Linked DNA regions of Mus musculus: regions 1, 2, 4, 5, 6 and 7 are each linked to region 3. The links are chromatin contacts, called in public ChIA-PET, HiChIP or PLAC-seq and promoter capture Hi-C maps. All regions are on one chromosome and are shown on one strand. The core of a region is the stretch at or near the end of the contact, and the rest is flanking DNA. Distances in the headings are between cores, read along the strand shown.

Region 1 (2,700 bases), core at 29-2,528, 350 kb before region 3:
AGCAATAACAGCAACACCCCGCCCCCTCTAATAGTACAGACCTCTGCTAATGGTCATACCCCGAGTCCAGAAGTAAATTGAAGAGGGGACATGGTATCCATGAGTAGCGGGGACTCCATGCCACCATGGGCAACTTCCTGAAGCAACACACACACACATTACCCTGTGAGCTTCATGCTAGTTCTTGAATGTGAACAGCAAACATCTCCCTAGCAAAACTGAAGCTGGCACGGTGATCGATCGTGAGATGTGTCCGTGATGTGGTAGAAAATGTGAATACGTCACCTCTCCATAGGCAACATGGACCTGTACCAGCAGGGTAGTGTAGGAAAAAGAAAATGACAAAAAGTGAAATGGGATTCGGAAGTCCATGTGGAGGCGTCACTTAAACTTCTGTCACTAGTCTCCCGACACCTCCACCTGTACAATGGAATCATAGCCTAATACTATCTACCTAATTTCTCCAAATTCCATCCTCAGGTGAAGCCCTCACCACAGACAGTAGTCTGCGCACAGTAAGGGCTTAAGAGATAATAAAAGATAACACTGTATTGGCCATTTTGCTGTGAGGGTCAAGAAATGAAACGCAGCATGAACCTATGTCAAACACATCAAGTAATGTAAAGTCCCTAGTTCTAGGCTGTGTGGTAGCCCTGGTGCCCTGGCAGTGCCTGAAGACGCCAAGGTGACGCGATAAGCTCCTTCTTTGATCCCGGAAGTTTCCACCAGAATGCCCTAGGGTCCTAGACCGCCCTGGGGAGGGGCGAGAGGTTCAGGGGAAGACTGCTGGAGAGAAACTGGAACCTACCTGCTTTCACTGCATTCTTTCCGCTCCCTCACCCTCAGCCACTTGCGGAGCAGGAAGCGTTTTCGGCGCGGGGACGCACTGGGTGTGGAGCAGTTGGACCACGGGGTGTCCTCGTCGCTGGAGGGCGTAATCTCAATGGACGGCAGTTGCAGGAACTCCTTGCCGGGGGCCAGGACGCCGGGTAGGTCCGGGGCTACCAACCCCGCCTCCAGGCTCTGCTCCTGCACGTTCTTCATCCGGCGCATCTTAAAGCGCCGGCGGCGAAGCGTGGGGGTGGACGAGCTGGACCACACCGCGCTGCCCTCGGGTGCGCCCTGAGGTTCTGGCACCTGCAGGGCGGGCAGCTGCAGGTTCTCCATCATGTTGGCCGCCGGCATCGGGGTCCCTGGCCGCTGCTCCGTGCCCTCCGCCTGCAGCCTGGCTCGAGGCTTCCTCTCTCGGCTCCCTACCCTGGGGCCCGTGGCACTATCCCCTCTCACGTTCAGCGGGAGGCTCGAGCCTGCCAGTAGATCAAGTTCCTTTTCCTGGAGCGCCGCGAGGAGGGGACTGAAGGGGACGCCGCCTCCTGCGGTCTAGAACTTTAAGAAGCGCGCTTCCTCGCTCAGTCCGACGAGGGAAGAGGCGACCCGGGACGCAGTGACAGTCGCCTGCCAAGCTTTGCCACCCGGCTGCCCTCCTGGGGCTCCCCTTCGCGTGCCCGTGTGTTTGTCTTCCGCTGCGCCCGCTTGCTCGCTTGCTCTCTCTGCCGGTGTCTTTGCCTTAGCGGGACTCGGCGGCCCCGGACCCCAGGGAACTGCGCAGCAAACTCTCAGTGGTTTGCGTTCAGCCGACTGCGTTGGGGAGCCGGCTTGGCGCTGCAGGAGAGTGGAGGACTGGAAGAAGAGGCGGTGGTAGGAGGGAGAGGAAAGAGAGAGAGAGAGAGAGAGAGAGCAAGGGAGACACTAGATAAAAACAAAAAAAGGTGGAGTAGGTGGAGGGGGGTGGGGGCTGAGGAGGGAGTGGGTTGCTAGCCTGAAAGGACACGCACAGGCAGCGACAGCCAGCGACAGCCTTGTAACTGTACACGGAATCCCTTGGGGAGGGACTATACCTCCGAGTCAAGGCTGCTCCAATCAGCCTAATGAAATAGGAGCACAATCCAAACTTTCTCAAGGCAACGATTGGCTAAGCAGCTCTGGTTAGCAAACTCCCTGTTTTTTTTTCCCCTGGGGGAGGGGAATCAATGGATTTAGCCCTCCCTCGCAGACCACCCAAGATACAGGGTTGAAGGAAAACTGGGTGACTTTTCAGCCAAATCTCTCTCCTAAGAAATGCGCGTTCTCCGAGTTGTTTGGAGTGCTGACCAGGAAGACAGGGCATACATAATCAGAAGGAAAATGGAAAGTTCCTGGAGGCTGCTTCCAAAATGGCAAGCTGGGAAGAAAAGACAGTTCTGTAGAATAAGCTGAGGACACCAGACACGGACACAAAGACACACGATAGGGTGGAAAGACACAGGACACACAGGACCATTAAGGGAAAGATACTGGATACATGGTGTGTGGCCTGGCCAAAACTATAGCCCGATTATAAGTGAAAGGCAAAGAGGCTGAGAGAAGTTAGCCGGTGCACCACCCTCAGAGACTCCAGGGAGTCAAGTGCATCCTTGGACATTCCTGAGACTGTGTGATGCTGCTTCATCTTGCTGGGGAATGGGTTGGGTCACACCGTTTACTGTGGCCTCAGACCTCTGAACAGAAATATGGACTAGTCCTGCCAAGTATATCAGTGTGCTAGAGGCAGGTGAACCCTGAGAGGTGGGATGTAGAAGTGATCTGCTTTAGGAAGACATTCTGTGTTGGACTGAGCTTGCTGGGGTACAAGTTTAACACTCAACGACCCCCACCCCAAAC
Region 2 (2,700 bases), core at 130-2,629, 380 kb before region 3:
GTCTCAAAAAATATACATGATAATCACTTCACTTCACTGTATCTTCTACTATAACTAATAATCATTTGAAAGTGAAAGGCCCATTTTAATTGTCATTTCTTTCCATTTTAAGTGCCTAACACTGCCGGGTGGTGAAAGGGCACGCTTATCCCACCAGCCCGTTCAGAAAGACTCCTTTTTTTGAGTGCTTTCAAATCAACATAGGTTGGGTACTTGCCTCCTTGTCCCTCCACGTTTTCCTGATACCAGGGTTGAAAGGATCCCACTCAACATTCCAGGGCACAGAAGGGGCCATCTGCGACTGTTGCTTCAAGAACAGAAGCACCAATGCTGAGATCTGGTGGTGCCAATCAGAATGAGACGGAAACAAAGAGGCCATCACAACAACCACCCGCTGCCTCCTACTGCCAACCCTCCGCTGTCCTACACACATGCCAAAGGCATGACCTAGAGCTCCATCATGAAAGGGCAGGAGCTGTGCTTCGTACTTAGCAGGACGTTCATCAGAGGGTGGCAGGGAGGACTGAGGCTCTTCAAGTACACACCAGGAGCAAAACTTGGCAGTAGGCTGAGCCTGCCCACTGTTTGCTCTTCCTATCGAATGGTATGAGTTTCAGATCTCCATGCCAATCACAATACATGCTACTCCAAACACAGAGAATTGGACTATGGCTGAGGAAAGAAGAAATATTCTATTCAATGCCTTGTGCTGTGTTGTTATTATTATTATTTTACAAAGATCAAAGAACTCTTCAGCCACAATAAAATTCTAGACCTCTAGCCGGGCGTGGTGGCCCACACCTTTAATCCCAGCACTTGGGAAGCAGAGGCAGGTGGATTTCTGAGTTTGAGGCCAGCCTGGTCTACAGAGTGAGTTTCAGGACAGCCAGGACTACACAGAGAAACCCTGTTGCAAAAAAAACAAACAAAACAAACAAACAACAAAAAGAATTCTAGACCTCTGATCCCACCAATTAAAAGAATTATACTCACCCCATTGCATTCCTGGGATGGGTTCTGAGAAAGGGGCAAGAGAGTTTGTCTCAGCTCCAATTCCCTTCCGTTGTTCTTAGCTGAAGCAGCACACGGCTTTCCCCCTAGTTTCTACCATCATAGGAGCAGCTTTGGCCTCAGCCACTACTTGGCTTCACAGTGAATCTTAGGCACTCTTGAAAGACTAAATGCAAATTAACCAGGTCACTCAGAAGTGAATCTTTCACTCAGGAAGTAATGCGGTCAACCAAGTCCCTTCTCAGAACCTGGAGTCTTCGAGGATTGGTCAAGACTCTGGACAGCAGGCCTCATAAACCTTGCCCCCACAAGTATCTCTCTACTTCCTGCTGTTAACATCCTGTGCGCCCTCCTGTAGAAAAGCCCTTGCTCATCTCAGCTAGTACGCTCACACAGGAAAGGCTCAAAATGAAAGCAAGTAGAAGCCACAATACGCCACCTCACAACCTTCATTTGAGACAAACACACTGATCCTGAGGTTCCCTAATCTGAAAGAGGAGGTCAAGTTGCTTTTCCATCTGTTTTCTCTCACGGGAGTAGAAGACAACATACAAGCACCGTTTGTCTGCTCCAAACAACACCCTAGCTTCTTGCCAACAAAAATCCTTAAACTGTTTCCACAGCTGCCATGTTTGAAAGACACACACATTACTTGGTTCTAATTAATGTACATACATGTTGTGTTTCTAGTCAATGACACCTAACTACCATGCAGAACTTGAAAACAACATCAATTAACCCTTCCCAACCACCACAGATTGAGAAAATTCAAAGAAATGCAAGATGGGTTGTCTTGTATTGTGGTTTACATATGAAATGTTTCCTGAGGCCCATGTTTTGAACACTTCCTTCCTGGCCATTGTTACTTTTTGGAAAAGTGGATAAGAAACTCGACAGAGGAAGTAGGCTAATACAGGCAGGTATGGGGAGGCTATATGTTCCTGATCACTTCCTGTTGCCTTTTCTGGCTGTATCAATTGGAGACTGTTTGAAAAATCATTTCCTAACTCCTTACTCATGCTGGCTTCTGACCCACCGGGTCCCAAGTATGACCTGAATGGCATATGTTATCGCTTCTTTGGTTTGGTTTTGATTGTTTGGTTTTTGAAGAGGCAAAACTCCGGTTTGCAAATGACTGAGCCCCACTCTATTAAGATAGACTTTTGTCTCTTTTACTCCACTAATAAATGTTCGCAAACCAGACGAGATTCACTGATTTGGATCATTTGCTAATTTCTGTGGTGTAAACACTTTCACCATGGCTGGTTTCTCATGTCACTGAAATTAGCATTGGGAAATGACAAATATAATGAGCTCTCACCAGCTGACATCACTCCACCACAGAACACAAATATGCTCTGAGTGCTTCCTATGACCTTCTAAAGCAGCTTTTCAAAACAAACAAACAAACAAACAAACAAACAGGCCGGGTAGGCATAGTGGCACATTAAAGAATTCTAACAGGCAGAGTCAAGTGGCTCTCTGTGAGTTCAAGGCCAGCCTGGTCTACATAATGAGTTCCAGGACAGCCAGAGCTACATAATGAAACCTTGTTTCCAAAACAAAGCAAAACAACAAACAAACAATGAATAAATAAAGCAAGCAACTCTAGGCATGTCTCTTTCCAGGCTCATATCATCTTTTAAATTATATTTGTATTTATTTGGTGTATGTCACAAAATACTTTTG
Region 3 (2,756 bases), core at 214-2,713:
AGATGCAAATACCAAAGAAAAAATTTATTTATGACTGTCTTAGTGATTACTAGCTTTTGACAAGGACAAAGAGTCCCCGGTCTTCCGCTAGCCTTCCTCACGTGGTCTGGAGACCTTCCAATTTAAACGCCACAACAGTATTCTTTAAAAAATAAAAAGACAACCTATCTAACTAATAAAGAGCTGCACTCCCTGCCTATTTGAAAGGACGCGTGGAAAGTGCTAGAGAGCCGGGTGTGACGAGGCCCGGAACGCCCAGCCTCCAGGCACTGCGGTTTCAGAGTCTAAGCACTCGCTCCGGCCATTGGCTCAGTCACGTTTTCAAGGACTCAGCGCGGCCGGGCGTTTAATTTTTGGTAAAAGTCAAGTCAGGAGAGACATTACCTCATGTTACTGAAAATAAAAAGGTCGCGATCACTCTATCAAGGACACGGGGCTGCCGGAAACCAGGAATGCCAGTGCCTAGCTCACCCACAAAGGGACAAAAAACATTTATCTTTCGTACATTTATTCCATTAACTGATGAGTCTGGTGGAGCAGAGAGGGGACAGAGGTCACGCTGTCCCCTGTGGGACAGCGGAGGTGGGGAGGGGCGTTCGGCTCAGGGGTAAGCAGAGAGGACTGGGCCATTTCTTTGATAGAGGATCACAAACGATCCTGGGGACATGTGGCGAGCCAGGCAGATCGAGCCTCCGCACTGGGGGGGGGGGGAATCGAGGTGTCCCATTTTGTGGGGGGTGAGGGGTGGGGAAAGCCAGCGAGATAGCGCGGCGGCTTAGCCTCCCACAAGCTGGCAGCACGAAACAAGAAGCCTAGCAGTGCTCCTTAGTCTCAGGCTGGGGTGGACCAAGCCCGAGGCCGGGAAACCGCCGGGCTCAGGGAGAAGGACCGAGGGTCGTGTGGGGGAGGGGCGCAACAACCTTCGCAGCCATTTTGTCCTCGCCCCACTTCCGTCTTCTCTTCCCGGACTCCCCCTCCCTCAGGCTCTTCTCTCAGGCAGCCCGGGGTCCCAAGAGGTAGGGATCCGGCCGAACGCTGCTCTCATTGGTCCGTCGCGGAGGTACCCGCCTTCCTCCCAGGGCATCCTTCCGCCCCCTCCCGCCTGCGCTGCCGGGTCGCGCACGCGCACTCGCCGGCGACCCTCTCCCCTCCCCCAGCAGCTCTGAGTGACAGAGGACTCCCGCGCGCGGGCTCCCGGCGCCCCGCCTTCTCCGCTCCCCCCGGGCCGTTCCCAGAGCGGGGGCGAGCGTGAAAGTTCCAGAACGCCGCGGTCGTGCGTCATCGCGAGGCGGGGCGGGGAGAAGGCGGGACCTAGGCGAGCGTTCTGGCTCTTCATTAGTGCAGTCGGCAAGGGCTGGTCGTCCATTGGCTAAGAAGCTATGATCGGCAGCGGGATGGGGCGGCACCCTTCTGGAAGGTTCTAAGACAGGGTATAAGAGAGAGGGAAGCGGGCGGAAACCGGTCTCATTGAACGCGGAGGCAGCTGCCTGGCATTTGTGTGGTCTCGTCGTCAGCGCAGCTGGGCCTACACACAAGGTGAGGCATGGGACTCGGGGGTTTGCGGGGGTCCGGGGTGGTGCAGGAGTCCCGGGGAGTCTCTTAGGCGGCGGCTGCAGCTCAGGCCGTCACCACCAGGGACAGAGACTGCAGCAGATCCGGAGGATGGGCTGAGTCAGGGCGGCGCCGCCATGGCCTTGTGGCTCCGCGTGGCGGGGGAGGGGAGCCACAGGCGCCCTGGTCTTTTTATCCTGTCTGTGACTTCAAATATAAGGCTTCTGCCCGGCGCCCACAGGGCAGGGCCCCCCGAGGTGGGAAAGGGGGATCCTGGCTCCCGCGGTGCGCGGTCCGGGTGGGGGGGGTTCGGGGGGCGCTCGGAGGTGGCCACGTGCTCCACCATTGTCGCAGACCTTTAGGACAGATGGTTCCTTGAGCCTTGGGCGGGCTGTGCCAGGCTTGGCACAGACCACCTATACTGCAGCACTGCTGCCACGAGCCTGCCGCGTGGCTTCAGGTGATAGGTCTGGGTCACCAAGTCCAGACCCACTGCGGACTGGATAAAAGCCGGAAAGCGAGTGCTTAGCCCCCCTCCTTTTTTTTTCTAATAGCAACCATGTCTAAGGGACCTGCAGTTGGCATTGATCTCGGCACCACCTACTCCTGTGTGGGTGTCTTCCAGCATGGAAAGGTGGAAATTATTGCCAATGACCAGGGTAACCGCACCACGCCAAGCTATGTTGCTTTCACGGACACAGAGAGATTAATTGGGGATGCGGCCAAGAATCAGGTTGCAATGAACCCCACCAACACAGTTTTTGGTAAGTCGCCAGCATCTTTGTGCCACTAGCATGAGTAAAAGGGCTGGGGGGCAGGGCATTTGGAATGTAGAAACAGATCTGCCTTAATAACTGCAGCCTGAGATTGCAACTGTTTAAATATGACAATATAAGGCCACAAGATTTTAAATATGGGCCTTGGCTTCCTGCACTAGAGATTACGTCCATCTAGATGGGTGCTGCAGGTTTTTGTTTTCTGTTTTTTTGGTTTTTTTTTTTTTTGCAGTGATAGGCACTAAGGAGTGTGATGAGGTATGTTTAATATTTTACAGATGCCAAACGTCTGATCGGGCGTAGGTTTGATGATGCTGTTGTTCAGTCTGATATGAAGCACTGGCCCTTCATGGTGGTGAATGATGCAGGCAGGCCCAAGGTCCAAGTGGAATACAAAGGGGAGACAAAAAGTTTCTACCCAGAGGAAGT
Region 4 (2,700 bases), core at 41-2,540, 380 kb after region 3:
CTCTGGACAGGAAACCAAAGAGCCGAAGAGATCTAGAATGTGCAGTGGCCCCAAGAGATCTGTGGACTATGGGGGCAGAGAATAAACTAGTCTCGGCTTTCTCTGTTCACCCTCTGTAGGTAGAGTACATTTTCTTTCTTTGAAATTCTTTTACATTTAAGTTTATTTTGCATGTACACACATGCTAGAGCATGCATGGAGAGGTCAGAAAACAACCCTGACAGCTGTGGATCCTGGGGATCAGACTCAGGTTGTCATATTTGTCAGAAAGTGCCGTGACCTACCAAGCTCTCTCACGGACCCTGATAAAGGACATTTTATAAAATGAGACCCGAGGCCCGGCAGTGGTAGCACACACCTTTGACCTCAGGATTCTGGAAGCAGAAACAGGCAGATCTCTGAGTTTGAGGCCAGCCTGGTCTACAGATTGAGTTCTAGGATATCTAGAGCTAGGCAGAGAAACTCTGTCTCAAAACAAACAAACAAAGAAACAAACAAAGAAACAAAAAGCATAAACCAATAAATAAAAAATAGACCTAAGTAGGGCCTGATTGCTCAAGCTGGTAATATCAACTCGAGGAGGCTAAAGCAGGAGGACCACAAGTTCAAGCCCCGTCTGGGGTACAGTGAGGTCAGGACTCAGGCAATCTAGCGAGACCCTGCCTTAAAATAAAAAGTAAAAAGAGGCCAAGGCTCGATAGTCAGAGAATAGTTGTCTAGTATGTACAAGATCCCAGGCTCAACTTCTAGTACACATACAGACACAGACACAGACACAGACACAGACACAGACACAGACACAGACACAGACACAGACACAGTCACAGACATAGTCACAGTCACAGACACAGACACAGACACAGACGACACAGACACAGACACAGACACACAGACACAGACGACACAGACGACACAGACACAGACGACACAGACACAGACACAGACACAGACACAGTCACAGACACAGACACAGACAGACACAGACAGAGACACAGAGACAGAGACGCAGACGCAGACGCAGACGCAGACAGACAGGGACAGGGATAGGGACAGGGACAGGGACACGGTCACGGACACGGACACGGACACGGTCACGGACACAGACACACAGACACACACAGCACACACACACATTTGTAAGTGGAGTTGTATCCATGCCAAGCTAAGACCTCATGTTTTTTTGTTTTTGTTTTTTTGCCAGCTTTGAGGTGAAGTCATGGTCCTTGACAGTACTCGGGGCTCTCTTGTGTCATGTGATCCTTCTTAACCCCGTCACCCCTGTCCTCACACTCTCAGTTCCAGTTCAGTACAGGGATCAGTGACTCACCACAGCTGCCTGCAAAATGTGTGTCTGTGCTGTTGAACACAGACAGAGCGTGGGGAACTACAGTGCAGGGAAAGGCATGGCAGTAGCGAGAGGACCTGCTTTTATGAGAACCCAAGGGCAGAGTGTCTGTGGCATCTATTCTGGCATTTGGATGAAGGATGATTTCCCGAAAGGATGATATCTATGGTAAAAGCTACAGGGTCATAAGGGATCAAGAAAGCCAGGGAGGCTATTTCTGTAAAGGGAATGAAAAATGCAAATACTGGAGAAAATAATAACTTGACATTCATGAGTCAAAGTAAGAAAGGTCTTGATGAAGCTTTCTCCCCAGTCTTACCAAGAGTATGCTGTCCCAGTAGGGGCTTTTGTTTTGGAAACAGGGTCTTGTGATGTAGGCAAGCCTGAGATTGAACTATTGATCCCTTATCTCCGCCTTCCAAACATTGGATTATAGGTGTGCACCGTTACATCTGCCTCCAGTGGAGGTATTAAGCTTAAACTAAGGTAAACAGGGAACTGGGGTGTGTGTGTGTGTGTGTGTGTGTGTGTGTGTGTGTGTGTGTGCGTATGTGTGTGTGTCTATGTGTGTGTTTGAGAGAGAGTGTGAGAGAGAGAGACAGAGAGAGAGACAGAGAAAGAGACAGAGACAGAGGGAGACAGAGGGAGGAAGAGGGAGAGACAGAGAATATGACCTCCTGTGGTCTGAATGTATTCTCAAATACTAACATGTGAGAAATTTAGTTTCTAGTAGCTGCATGGAAACTTAGACTTTGTCCAAGATTAATTGTAGAAAGTTAGTTTCTAATGCAACAGTTCGTGGAGGTGGAGTCTGGCAGGTGGTGGTTAGGTAGTTCACAGGGTCCATGCCCTCATCAGTAGAGACACTATTAAAAAGCCTTGTAGGTGCAGAATCTGTCTGTCTGTCTGTCTCATTCCATCCATCTATCCTTTCTCTCTTTCCTTCTCTCCTTTCCCTTAACCTCCTTTCTCTTCCTCGTCTTCTTTCTCCTACTCCTTCTTTTGGGTCTGTTTGAGATGGTCTCAAGAAGACCAGGCTGGCCTCAAACTCTGAGTATGAACTCACTGCATAGCTGAGGCTGACCTAGAACTTTTTATTTTTCTGCTCCATCTCTGAAGTGTGAGATCACTGGCAAGTACCACCGTGTTGGTTTTAAACAGTACTGGGATCAAACTCAGGACCCCATGCAGGCTCTAAAAGCATTCTACCAACTGAGCTACATCCCCAGCTCCGATTGTGTTTTGTTTTGAGACCTGGTCTACTTATAGAATCCTACGTTGTTTTCAAGCTGGTGGCAATCCTCCTGTCTCAGTCTTTTGAGTGTTTCCTGTGTAACTAATATTCACCTCTTTTC
Region 5 (2,700 bases), core at 32-2,531, 470 kb before region 3:
AGATCTCATCAAGGTCTTTCCTCACTTCTGCCAGGGAGGCCACCGTTACCCATCCAAGGGTCACATGAAACAACAGAGTGACTGAGTGGAGGCTCCACGCCCACAGGGACGGAACTACCTCCTGCAGGACTCTGCGTTTTACAAAGTGCCACGCAAGGAGGGAGACACATTCCCACTAGTGGTAGTGTTTGAGAAGCAGGCAGACTCGGGAAGGGGATGGGGTGCAGGTGGAGTGGGGTGGGAGGTGGAGTCTTTTCTCTGTTGTCAGGTGCAGTGGGCGTGGTCCCTCAGTGACTTCCAAGCCAGCCTGCCAAGGGGTGGGGGTGGGGAACAGTGGGTTCAGCCCTTCTGGGAAAGGGACCAAGCAGGACATATGGGCAGAATTGGCAGGGGTAGAAGGAGGGATGCTGAGCACTACAGACAATTCAATACTAGAGGGGAGATTAAAAGACAGAGACAAAAGATGGCTTACTTTTGAGAGGCGCTTGTGAGACTAAGACCATGCATGCAAAGGTGTTTGGAAAACAGTGGGGAGAAGAGGAAGAACAAGAAATCAAAAGACAAGTTCAAGTGGGGTTTCTCCCAAGCCTCCCGAGGGGTCCCCTTTCTCAAGCCCTGCGACTCCCGTTGGTTTAGGAGCACCTGAGTAGAGGCACCTCTTGATTGCCAGAGGCCTGGGGATCGAAGGAGAACTCTGGGGAACCTTAACCATGTGAGGGAGGCCTCTATGCTAATCCTTGGATCAGGAGCCCAAGACAAGCTTGAGAGGGAAGGAAAAGTCCTGTGACTATCCTCTCTGCAAGATGAGTAGGGCATGGGCTGGGACAAAGGTAAGGCGGGGTGATGGCCAAGGAGGAGGTTAAAAATAGCCCTCCGGAAGCTTCCCTGAACTCGCTCTTCCTGGCAATACACTTGTCCCAAATAACGTTCCTTTGCCAGTTCAAAGGGCCAAATTTAACGAAGGATTATAAAGGCGACACCTCCTGCTCACCAGAGCTTCCTCCATATCTCAAGGGTCTTGAAGTTCCTTAGATGCTTACCGAGAGATGGGGAGCGGGGTGGAGAAGGGGCGCATGACTCGGGACCCTCCCTGAATGATTAACCAGGAATCAATTCATCAAGAGTCTCCCCTGCTGACGCTGACCTGTCCTGACTTCATCACATAGACACGGGGCTGTTCGGTCACATGAGTACCCAGTAGCTTCCTGCGACCAGCTAACAAAGGCTGCCAAGTCCCCAGCATCGTCTGCTCACCTTGGAATTTTTACCACCGCTCCGACCAGACTGTGAGGAGCAACTGCGTTGCACACCCTGCTCCGGGGTGGACGGGGACTTGTCCGAGGAGTGATCTGAGCCCTTCTCCACCATGGTGTCTCCGTCCTGGTTCTGTGGTGTTGGTGAGCGGGACCGCTTCCGGAGGATGGGAGAGCAGGCTGGCGTGCTGCGGTTGGAGTTACTGGCAGTGCTGCAGGGGCAGATGGAGACGGGGAATGAGATGGAGAGGGAAGAGGAAGGAAGGAAGGAAGGCTGTGAGTGACGGTCGGCCACAGACCCATGCAAAGGAGCCAGCTCAGGGAGCCCAGGCAACAGGCTGAGGAGACAACCCAGCTAGGGACTTGCTGCACTGTAATGCTGCTACTGACCAGCAGGGGGCAGTAGTGCCGGTGTGAAAAGGGAACTGGGACTAGAAACAAGCAGTCAAGTATTTAAATATTCACCCATCCAATCCTGTTTGAGCTTTAACTACATGTAGAAAGCTATTAGGGAAGATGATTTAGACCCTGAAAGAATCTCTCAATGCCACCAGTTCATTTTATACATGCTTTGTTTCAACACTTGCCCATAGTGACAACAACTCCGCTTTTCAAAGCATTCACATATATATTATTTCATAGGCATGTCTTTTACAAATTACGACGTTATTTTATCTTGCATGTATGTGTGCAGGCATGCATGTACCATGGGCATGCCTGTGGATGTCAGAGGGCAACTTGCCAGAGTCTGTTTCCTCCTTCCACAGTGTGAGTCCTGCAGAATGAACTCAGGCCACACTGGCTTGGCCATCTCGCTGGCACAGGTACCATGTGCCAGGACATTCAGTTGAGTTAATAACGGCCACTATCCTTCCATTTCATTTAAAAGATGAAGCTAAATGCCAGATAGAGAGGAGAAAGTGACCCAGGGCTAGCCTCAGAGTTTGCTACAGATGTAAGTCACTCATAGCAGCCTGGTAAGTTATGTTGCTGGTCTACGGGGGGGGGGGGGGGTTGTTCTCATACCTCCTACCCAAAATTCACCTCTAAAAAGTTCCTTGTACTTCCCATGGCACTAAATCCAGTTATACCGAGGCATTCAATCTGTTAATACAGTAAAGACCGAAACTTAGCTTGTGTTTTCAATAGAATAGAAGAGGTGAAGAGAAAAGGGTGGAGAGGAAAGAATGAACTCAGTTTGTTCTGTTTTCAGAGAACAGAGAAATCAAAGAGCTGGGCAGGGAGGGAAGAATCCTCAGAAAGAGACAGTGGAAATGGGAAGGGACATCCTGGGAGATTACATGGCCCCAGACCAAGGTGACAGGAGGGGCAGGATCCTGCCCACCTGCTCAGGAGCCAGACTAACTCAGGAAGCCTTTGTGCCATACCACATTCTGGCCTTGCCTCGGGACAGTGACATTTACATGAAGATCTAGCTGTAACCTCA
Region 6 (2,786 bases), core at 214-2,713, 270 kb after region 3:
GCAGAAAGAGAGAACCAGTTTCTGAAAATTGTCTGGACTTCCACATGGACACTGTAGCCTATGCAAGAGCACTTGCATGTACACACACACACACACACACACACACACACACACACACACACACACACCCCATACCACACACCAATGCATGCACATACATCTTAATTAATTGAAAAAATAAATAAAAACAAATTTTAAATGTAGGGAACCATTTGATCACTAGAAAAAAATAGTTATTGGTTTGTTTTTAAAGACAGTCTTGGGGCTGGAGAGATGGCTCAGCGGTTAAGAGCACTGACTGCTCTTCCAGAGGTCCAGAGTTCAATTCCCAGCAACCACATGGTAGCTCACAAACATCTGTAATGGGATATGATGCCATCTTCTGGTGTCCCTGCAGAGAGCAATGGTGTACTCATATAATAAAATAAATAAATAAAATTTAAAAATTAAGACAGAGTTTTACTATGCAGCTGGCCTCAATCTAGCAATTCTCCTGCCTCAAGTGCTGGTACTACAAGTATGGACCACTATGTCTGGGTAAGGTTAAAAAAAAAAAGGAAAGATAAGGAAACAGGGAGAGAGACAGACAGACAGACAGGCAGACAGAGAGACAGAGAGACAGAGACAGGGTGTGTGTTAGCTTACATGTGGAAGTTTCAGCTAGCCACTGGCTCTGCTACCAAAATGTGGTCTCTTGTTTCTGGAGTAGGAAGGGGAGGGTCTGACAGTTCTGGGTGGCTCTGCATGTACTTCAAGGTCAGATGCTCTCAAGAAATTTCCCCATAGCCTTTTCTGATTGCTACATTCAAATGCTGCCTCCAAATGTGGTCAGCCTTGATTCCTGTCAGGCCAACATGTGGTACTGCTCATGCCTACATGGGGCCTGATTCCTTTGGTCCTAACTTAATCCTTCTTCCTCCTTAACCAGTTCACGAATTGCCCCAGAACGCCATGTCCAGCATCCTCTGTGATAAAAGCAACGGGGTCACTGTGGTGTTCAGATACAAGACTCCACAATGAACTCCAGGACCCTGGAGTACTCACAGTTAAATCAGCCTATGAATACCAGAAGGGAAGCAGAGGCAAACCCGTGGTCTATGGCTCTACCAGCTCGTTCTCTCCCTCTCCCCCTCTCCCTCTTTCTGTCTCCTTCTTCTCCTTCTTCCCTCCCCTATTTCTCCTTGCTTCTCTTCATCCCTCCCTTCCTCCCTAACCCCTCCCCCTCTCTCCTGAATATAATTCAACCAGGCTCACACAGATAGGACCTTGAGTCTGAGTTGACAAAATACACTTCTGTCTGAGGGTGGGGGTGGGGGTGGGGGTGAGTGGGTGGGTGGGTTAGGGGAGGATCCTAATGAGTCACTTCCCCTGCTTTACTTCCTTTTTCACTGATACAGCATCCCCAGTGAGTGGGAGGGAGAGATAACCAGGCCTGGGCTGGAACCTCGTTGGTGAACGCAGCAGAGGGTGTGAGCTTGTCCCCCCTCCTTCATGGTCCTCTCCCCTCCCCACTCAAAGCCCAATCTTCTCTCTCCTTTACAATGTCTTCCCGTGTTTAGGTCCGCCCCACAACAGGTGACAAGTCAAAAGCCCGATGGCTCTCCGAGTTATCAGAGTCTTATTCCTTGGATCAGGTGGGAAGTGGAGAAGCTGAGATGGGGACAGAATGGCTGCAGTCCTCCAGCTAAAGTATTAAGAATCATGGCAGTGTGCACTTGGAGGCTGACAGCAGGTATTAACTTACATTAATCTCGCTGTGGCTTCAGTGATGCCCTCCCAGATGCAGAAGCGATCGGATCACATCATGTATACTCCCCATTGCACAGAGCTGGGAATTGTGGGGGTCGGGGCGTGGGGATGGGGTGACACATCTTCAAGGTCAAGGGAAGCCAAGGCACAGTATGCAGTGACCTCAGACTTGAGGATCTGCGTTGTCGGCTGCACCCTGTATCCTTTCGCCATCCCTTTGATGGGCTCCTGGGCAGGTGGATAGAAGGTTGATGCTGGAGGGACAGCCAGGCTCTAGTCCCAGCAACCATTACATGACCTCTGGCATGTCCTCCACCCTCCCCGAGCTTATAGGAAATGAAAGGGGCTCATGGAGTTCTCTCGGGCCCTTTCCACTTCTACTACCTTATGTGTTTTTCTGTGCTGGGAGTCTCTTTTACCCGCAGAGGGAGGAAGTGGGGCTGTGGTTTCCTCCATCTAGAGCTGAAATGAGTAGATAAAACCGAGGCATGGCTGCAGGGAAGGAGGGGGAGGGAGGAATCCTCACTGGGACCTGGGGCCAGATACCAAAGCAAGAGGCATGCTTACAATACTGAGTGCTAGATAAAACAGCCACACCAAGCCCCTTCTTCGTGGGTGACAGCCATCGGCCTTGCTCTGGTCCTTCACTGTAGAGGGGACCAGATAGTCTCTCCGAGTCACGTGACACACTAGTCACGTGACACGGTCTGATCGTCCAGTTGCTTTCTCAGTTGCAACCCAGTTGGTTTCTCCCAAAGACTTCTGGTTCTGGGACCCCCATCCCCCATCCCATATACACATATTAAAATAGATGTAGAGGTCTCTTATAGAAAATGGCATGATGACACATGAATACCCTTCCCAAAGCTTTACTTTTCTTCTTTCTTTCTTTCTTTCTTTCTTTCTTTCTTTCTTTCTTTCTTTCTTTCTTTCTTTCTTTCTTTCTTTCTTTCTTTCTTTCTTTCTCTCTCTCTCTCTCTCTCTCTTTCTCTCTCTCTCTCCCTTCCTTTCTCCCTCCCTTCCTCTTTCCCTCCCTC
Region 7 (2,700 bases), core at 74-2,573, 400 kb before region 3:
TTTACAAATCCAAGAGCATGGGGACTGTGCCACACCACAGATATCGCACTGTCCTCTTTACTCAGAAGCCTGACAAGTTCCCTCTGACTATCGTGTGGCCTTCAATCCTCTCTCTGTGCCTGGGCTGACAATCAAATGTGCAGACAGAAGGCAGAAAGCTGGTGCCTACCAAAGAGGACATTCTATTTCATCAAAATCGCACAGAGACCAATTCCTTGATAACTGGAGTCTGCCTAGTCTCTCCGATGACTCAATCCATCTACCTACTCAGTTCTTAAGGAACTATCACCAGGTAAGGAAGGTGGTATACACCTGTAATCCCTTGTGTACTCACAAGGCAGAGACAGGAGCAACTGCACACACTTTGAGCCTCGCTGATCTACATAGTGAGTTCCAGGCTAACTGGGGCTACTTGGCAAGCTCTGACTCAATAGATCAAACAACCAAAACCTGGCACACATCCCTGGAAGGTGAACTTGTGTCAGCAGTGTTGAGAGAGCATCAACAGAAGCCTAAGGCAGTTCAGGCCTTGAACCCACCAGCCTCAGACATAATGTAATTTGGTACAGAACAGACAACCTGCAATGGTTGGGGAGGTATATATTTCAGAGTACAAAGAATATTCTGAGAAAAAAAAAGAAACAAAAAAAACTATATATATATATATATATATATATAGGTCTTTTTTTTTTCAAGACAGAGTTCTCTGTATAGCCCTGGCTGTCCTAGAACTCACTTTGTAGCCCTGGCTGGCCTCGATCTCAGAAATCTGCCTGCCTCTGCCTCCCAAGTGCTAGGATTAAAAGCATGCACCACCACCGCCAGGCCAGAAAATGATATTTAAAAGGGTAGAAACAGCTGCTGCAGGGGCCATTGGATTCATACCTCTTCTACTTAGCAAAAAGGACGTGAGAGATTCCTTATGAAATAACCCTCCAGCCTATACGCTTGCTTTTGAAACTAGAGACCTGAGGCTCCCTGTTCTCCAACCCATTTCACTTCGCCTAATAAGTTAGCGAAGGGGCAAGAGAGAAACACTCCTTTACAATATTCTCTGTCTGGGGCAATTATTCATACTAATCACTCTACCTTAGGTAGCTGCTTAATCACTGCACTTAAGCACCAAGTTAAGGAGAGGAAGTGATAAAGACCCAGAAGGCTTTGAGAAGGTCAGGTTTTGACAGCCGAGTGGAAGGTGATGTGAGAAATCCAGTCTCCAACTCCCTGAGCACAGATCTGAGGCAGAACACTGCACCTGCTTCTGCTAGAAGAGCCTTCATGGCAGCAGCAGCAGCAGCAGCCGCTTGGGAGGTTGGACTACAAGGAAGCCAGTGTGGTTGTTTCAAACCCTGGTCAGAGAAACTTCCCCAGCACTGCATTCTGGGAGTTGTAGTTCTGAGCAGCAGGCATTTGGCAGCCATGTTTGCACTGCTTTCAGAGTATACAACTGCATTTTGATTTCTGTACCAAGATTATAAATCTACAATCAGATGTCTTTTCTAAAAAGGTCAAATCCCTTCTCTCTAGCTTCTGGGTGCTGTGGGAAACTGAAAAGAAGGCAATGAGACTGGGAAAGACTCACAGAACTGTAAGGAACTTGAAAAAATGAGGAGTCTTAGCTCTCTAGTAGACTCTCTGGTTATAAAAGATGGGTTCTTTGGAAGGACAAACAGGAAGAGAGCAAGGGCAGCAGGCGTTCCCTTGCAAGTGTATATCTGCATGAGTGACTTTCTCATCCTTTGCTTGTTAGCCATCAACCTTCAGCAAAGCACTGAGCATAAGGAAAGGCTGAGACTTAAATTCTAACTCAACCATTCACCTCTGTGTAACATTGGGTAAATTGCTTGGCCTGACTGTGTCCCCATTTCCTTATCTATAAGTCAGGGATGTTACAAAACTAAAGCATTTGTAAAGCCAGAAAACACTGTAAAGGGCTTGGATTCGTGTCTGGCAAAGAAATACTAAGTCAGAGTTTGTGTCTGTGTTCATTTGTTATTCAATGGTAGTCTTCCCCTTTGCCAAGCAACCCCTCACCCCAGGGTGTACATTCCAAGTCTCTCCCAGAATTCACCATAAGGGCAGGTACGCAGCAGGGAAACCCAGAGCTGTTGATGAGGCTAAACAGAGACATGAAAGCAGTGCAGCAAACAAAAGAGTCAATAGAATAAGACTAGGAGAAAGAATGTGTACCAAGGATGCTACCGGGGAACATCAATGACGCTAGACACTAAGAGAAAGCTGGACCTGGGCTCAAACAGAAGGCCACACACGGCACGGGTCTATATTCCCATCACTCAGAAGGCCGAGATGGAATGGCGTGAGTTCAAGGCCAGCCAGGAGTGTGGAGGTGGAGGCAGAAGGATAAGATATTAAAAGACATCCTTGGCTACATAGTGAGTCAGAAGCCAGCCTGGGCTACATGAGACGACACCCCCCCCCAAAAAAAAAAACCCTAACACCGTAATCTACAAGGCAATCAGAAACGTGGACCCGGTTGAGCATGAAGGGAAAAGGAGAGCAAGTGACTAAAGGCAGGGTGGGAATGACCACGGGAGGATAAGATGGAGCACCAGAGAGCTGGGGACAGAGAGATGCTGTCTTGGGAAAAGCCAGAGATGTGAGAACCACCCCTGCACAGGTCAGGTTCAAATCAGACTTGCAAAAGTGAGCTGCTCTCTGGAGAAGTGGGGGCTTAGAGTG

What was found. Promoter capture Hi-C pulls out the DNA fragments that hold promoters and counts their contacts. ChIA-PET counts read pairs in DNA pulled down with a chosen protein or histone mark. HiChIP or PLAC-seq counts read pairs in DNA pulled down with a chosen protein or histone mark.
Region 1: a contact with region 3 is called in a promoter capture Hi-C map of neutrophils, with 5 times the contacts expected there. The contact joins the promoter of Gramd1b here to the promoter of Hspa8 in region 3. A contact is called at or near these places in 9 of 39 promoter capture datasets (the C10 cell line, the HPC-7 cell line, HPC-7-derived erythroid cells and 5 more), 3 of 484 Hi-C or Micro-C datasets (Sertoli cells, pro-B cells and regulatory T cells), 10 of 115 datasets of contacts at active chromatin or transcription factors (bone marrow-derived dendritic cells, bone marrow-derived macrophages, effector CD8 T cells and 7 more) and 2 of 9 other capture datasets (adipose tissue and liver).
Region 2: an RNA polymerase II ChIA-PET map of memory CD8 T cells shows a contact between it and region 3, with 36 read pairs. The contact joins the enhancer-like site here to the promoter of Hspa8 in region 3. A contact is called at or near these places in 14 of 39 promoter capture datasets (the 3T3-L1 cell line, the C10 cell line, cranial neural crest and 8 more), 8 of 484 Hi-C or Micro-C datasets (CD4 T cells, Th1 cells, cerebral cortex and 5 more), 20 of 115 datasets of contacts at active chromatin or transcription factors (CD8 T cells, bone marrow-derived dendritic cells, bone marrow-derived macrophages and 14 more) and 1 of 9 other capture datasets (liver).
Region 4: an H3K4me3 HiChIP or PLAC-seq map of bone marrow-derived macrophages shows a contact between it and region 3, with 8 times the contacts expected there. The contact joins the enhancer-like site here to the promoter of Hspa8 in region 3. A contact is called at or near these places in 24 of 39 promoter capture datasets (the 3T3-L1 cell line, 3T3-L1-derived adipocytes, the C10 cell line and 14 more), 1 of 15 datasets of contacts at CTCF or cohesin (pro-B cells), 14 of 484 Hi-C or Micro-C datasets (the CH12 cell line, the G1E-ER4 cell line, the HPC-5 cell line and 10 more), 16 of 115 datasets of contacts at active chromatin or transcription factors (acute myeloid leukemia, astrocytes, bone marrow-derived dendritic cells and 12 more) and 3 of 9 other capture datasets (adipose tissue, liver and pancreatic islet).
Region 5: a contact with region 3 is called in an H3K4me3 HiChIP or PLAC-seq map of bone marrow-derived macrophages, with 4 times the contacts expected there. The contact joins the promoter of 1700110K17Rik here to the promoter of Hspa8 in region 3. A contact is called at or near these places in 7 of 39 promoter capture datasets (the 3T3-L1 cell line, 3T3-L1-derived adipocytes, the HPC-7 cell line and 3 more), 3 of 484 Hi-C or Micro-C datasets (cerebral cortex and pancreatic cancer cells), 12 of 115 datasets of contacts at active chromatin or transcription factors (bone marrow-derived dendritic cells, bone marrow-derived macrophages, effector CD8 T cells and 7 more) and 1 of 9 other capture datasets (liver).
Region 6: a contact with region 3 is called in an RNA polymerase II ChIA-PET map of memory CD8 T cells, with 542 read pairs. The contact joins the enhancer-like site here to the promoter of Hspa8 in region 3. A contact is called at or near these places in 5 of 39 promoter capture datasets (the C10 cell line, the HPC-7 cell line, embryonic stem cells and 2 more), 2 of 484 Hi-C or Micro-C datasets (B cells and the G1E-ER4 cell line), 5 of 115 datasets of contacts at active chromatin or transcription factors (CD8 T cells, bone marrow-derived macrophages, effector CD8 T cells and 2 more) and 2 of 9 other capture datasets (liver and pancreatic islet).
Region 7: a contact with region 3 is called in an H3K4me3 HiChIP or PLAC-seq map of bone marrow-derived macrophages, with 5 times the contacts expected there. The contact joins the enhancer-like site here to the promoter of Hspa8 in region 3. A contact is called at or near these places in 5 of 39 promoter capture datasets (cranial neural crest, embryonic stem cells, hippocampal neurons and 2 more), 2 of 484 Hi-C or Micro-C datasets (embryonic stem cells and memory CD8 T cells), 12 of 115 datasets of contacts at active chromatin or transcription factors (bone marrow-derived dendritic cells, bone marrow-derived macrophages, double positive thymocytes and 8 more) and 3 of 9 other capture datasets (adipose tissue, liver and pancreatic islet).

The regions. Positions count from the first base shown.
Region 1 is chr9:40,454,486-40,457,185 of GRCm38.p6, forward strand. Gramd1b (GRAM domain containing 1B) reads right to left here and starts at 1,279. Exons shown (of 20, transcript NM_172768.2): 1 at 809-1,279. The coding sequence starts at 1,185.
Region 2 is chr9:40,422,307-40,425,006 of GRCm38.p6, forward strand. All of the region lies in intron 1 of Gramd1b (GRAM domain containing 1B), which reads right to left. The region is part of intron 1 of Gm51668 (a long non-coding RNA gene); the gene reads left to right. Among named protein-coding and RNA genes, the nearest start is that of Gm51668, 6.7 kb to the left of the region's middle. Within about 2 kb of position 1,380, at least 87 of the 459 cell types and tissues checked have an H3K27ac peak or open chromatin away from gene starts, as enhancers often do. A contact at or near this core is called in CD8 T cells, Th1 cells, bone marrow-derived dendritic cells and 6 more, where this site is marked.
Region 3 is chr9:40,799,813-40,802,568 of GRCm38.p6, forward strand. It overlaps Hspa8 (heat shock protein 8), which reads left to right and starts at 1,464. Exons shown (of 9, transcript NM_031165.5): 1 at 1,464-1,536; 2 at 2,106-2,315; 3 at 2,606-2,756. The coding sequence starts at 2,111.
Region 4 is chr9:41,177,956-41,180,655 of GRCm38.p6, forward strand. The region is part of intron 6 of Gm35657 (a long non-coding RNA gene); the gene reads left to right. Among named protein-coding and RNA genes, the nearest start is that of Gm35657, 21 kb to the left of the region's middle. Within about 2 kb of position 1,291, at least 19 of the 459 cell types and tissues checked have an H3K27ac peak or open chromatin away from gene starts, as enhancers often do. A contact at or near this core is called in Th17 cells and bone marrow-derived macrophages, where this site is marked.
Region 5 is chr9:40,332,191-40,334,890 of GRCm38.p6, forward strand. It overlaps 1700110K17Rik (RIKEN cDNA 1700110K17 gene), which reads left to right and starts at 1,282. Exons shown (of 3, transcript NR_040728.1): 1 at 1,282-1,397. Gramd1b (GRAM domain containing 1B) reads right to left here. Exons shown (of 20, transcript NM_172768.2): 3 at 1,255-1,465.
Region 6 is chr9:41,071,503-41,074,288 of GRCm38.p6, forward strand. All of the region lies in intron 1 of Ubash3b (ubiquitin associated and SH3 domain containing, B), which reads right to left. Among named protein-coding and RNA genes, the nearest start is that of Crtam, 68 kb to the left of the region's middle. RefSeq lists an enhancer at 137-2,786. Within about 2 kb of position 1,464, at least 120 of the 459 cell types and tissues checked have an H3K27ac peak or open chromatin away from gene starts, as enhancers often do. A contact at or near this core is called in B cells, CD8 T cells, the G1E-ER4 cell line and 7 more, where this site is marked.
Region 7 is chr9:40,395,953-40,398,652 of GRCm38.p6, forward strand. All of the region lies in intron 2 of Gramd1b (GRAM domain containing 1B), which reads right to left. Among named protein-coding and RNA genes, the nearest start is that of Gm51668, 20 kb to the right of the region's middle. Within about 2 kb of position 1,324, at least 137 of the 459 cell types and tissues checked have an H3K27ac peak or open chromatin away from gene starts, as enhancers often do. A contact at or near this core is called in bone marrow-derived macrophages, double positive thymocytes, embryonic basal ganglia and 5 more, where this site is marked.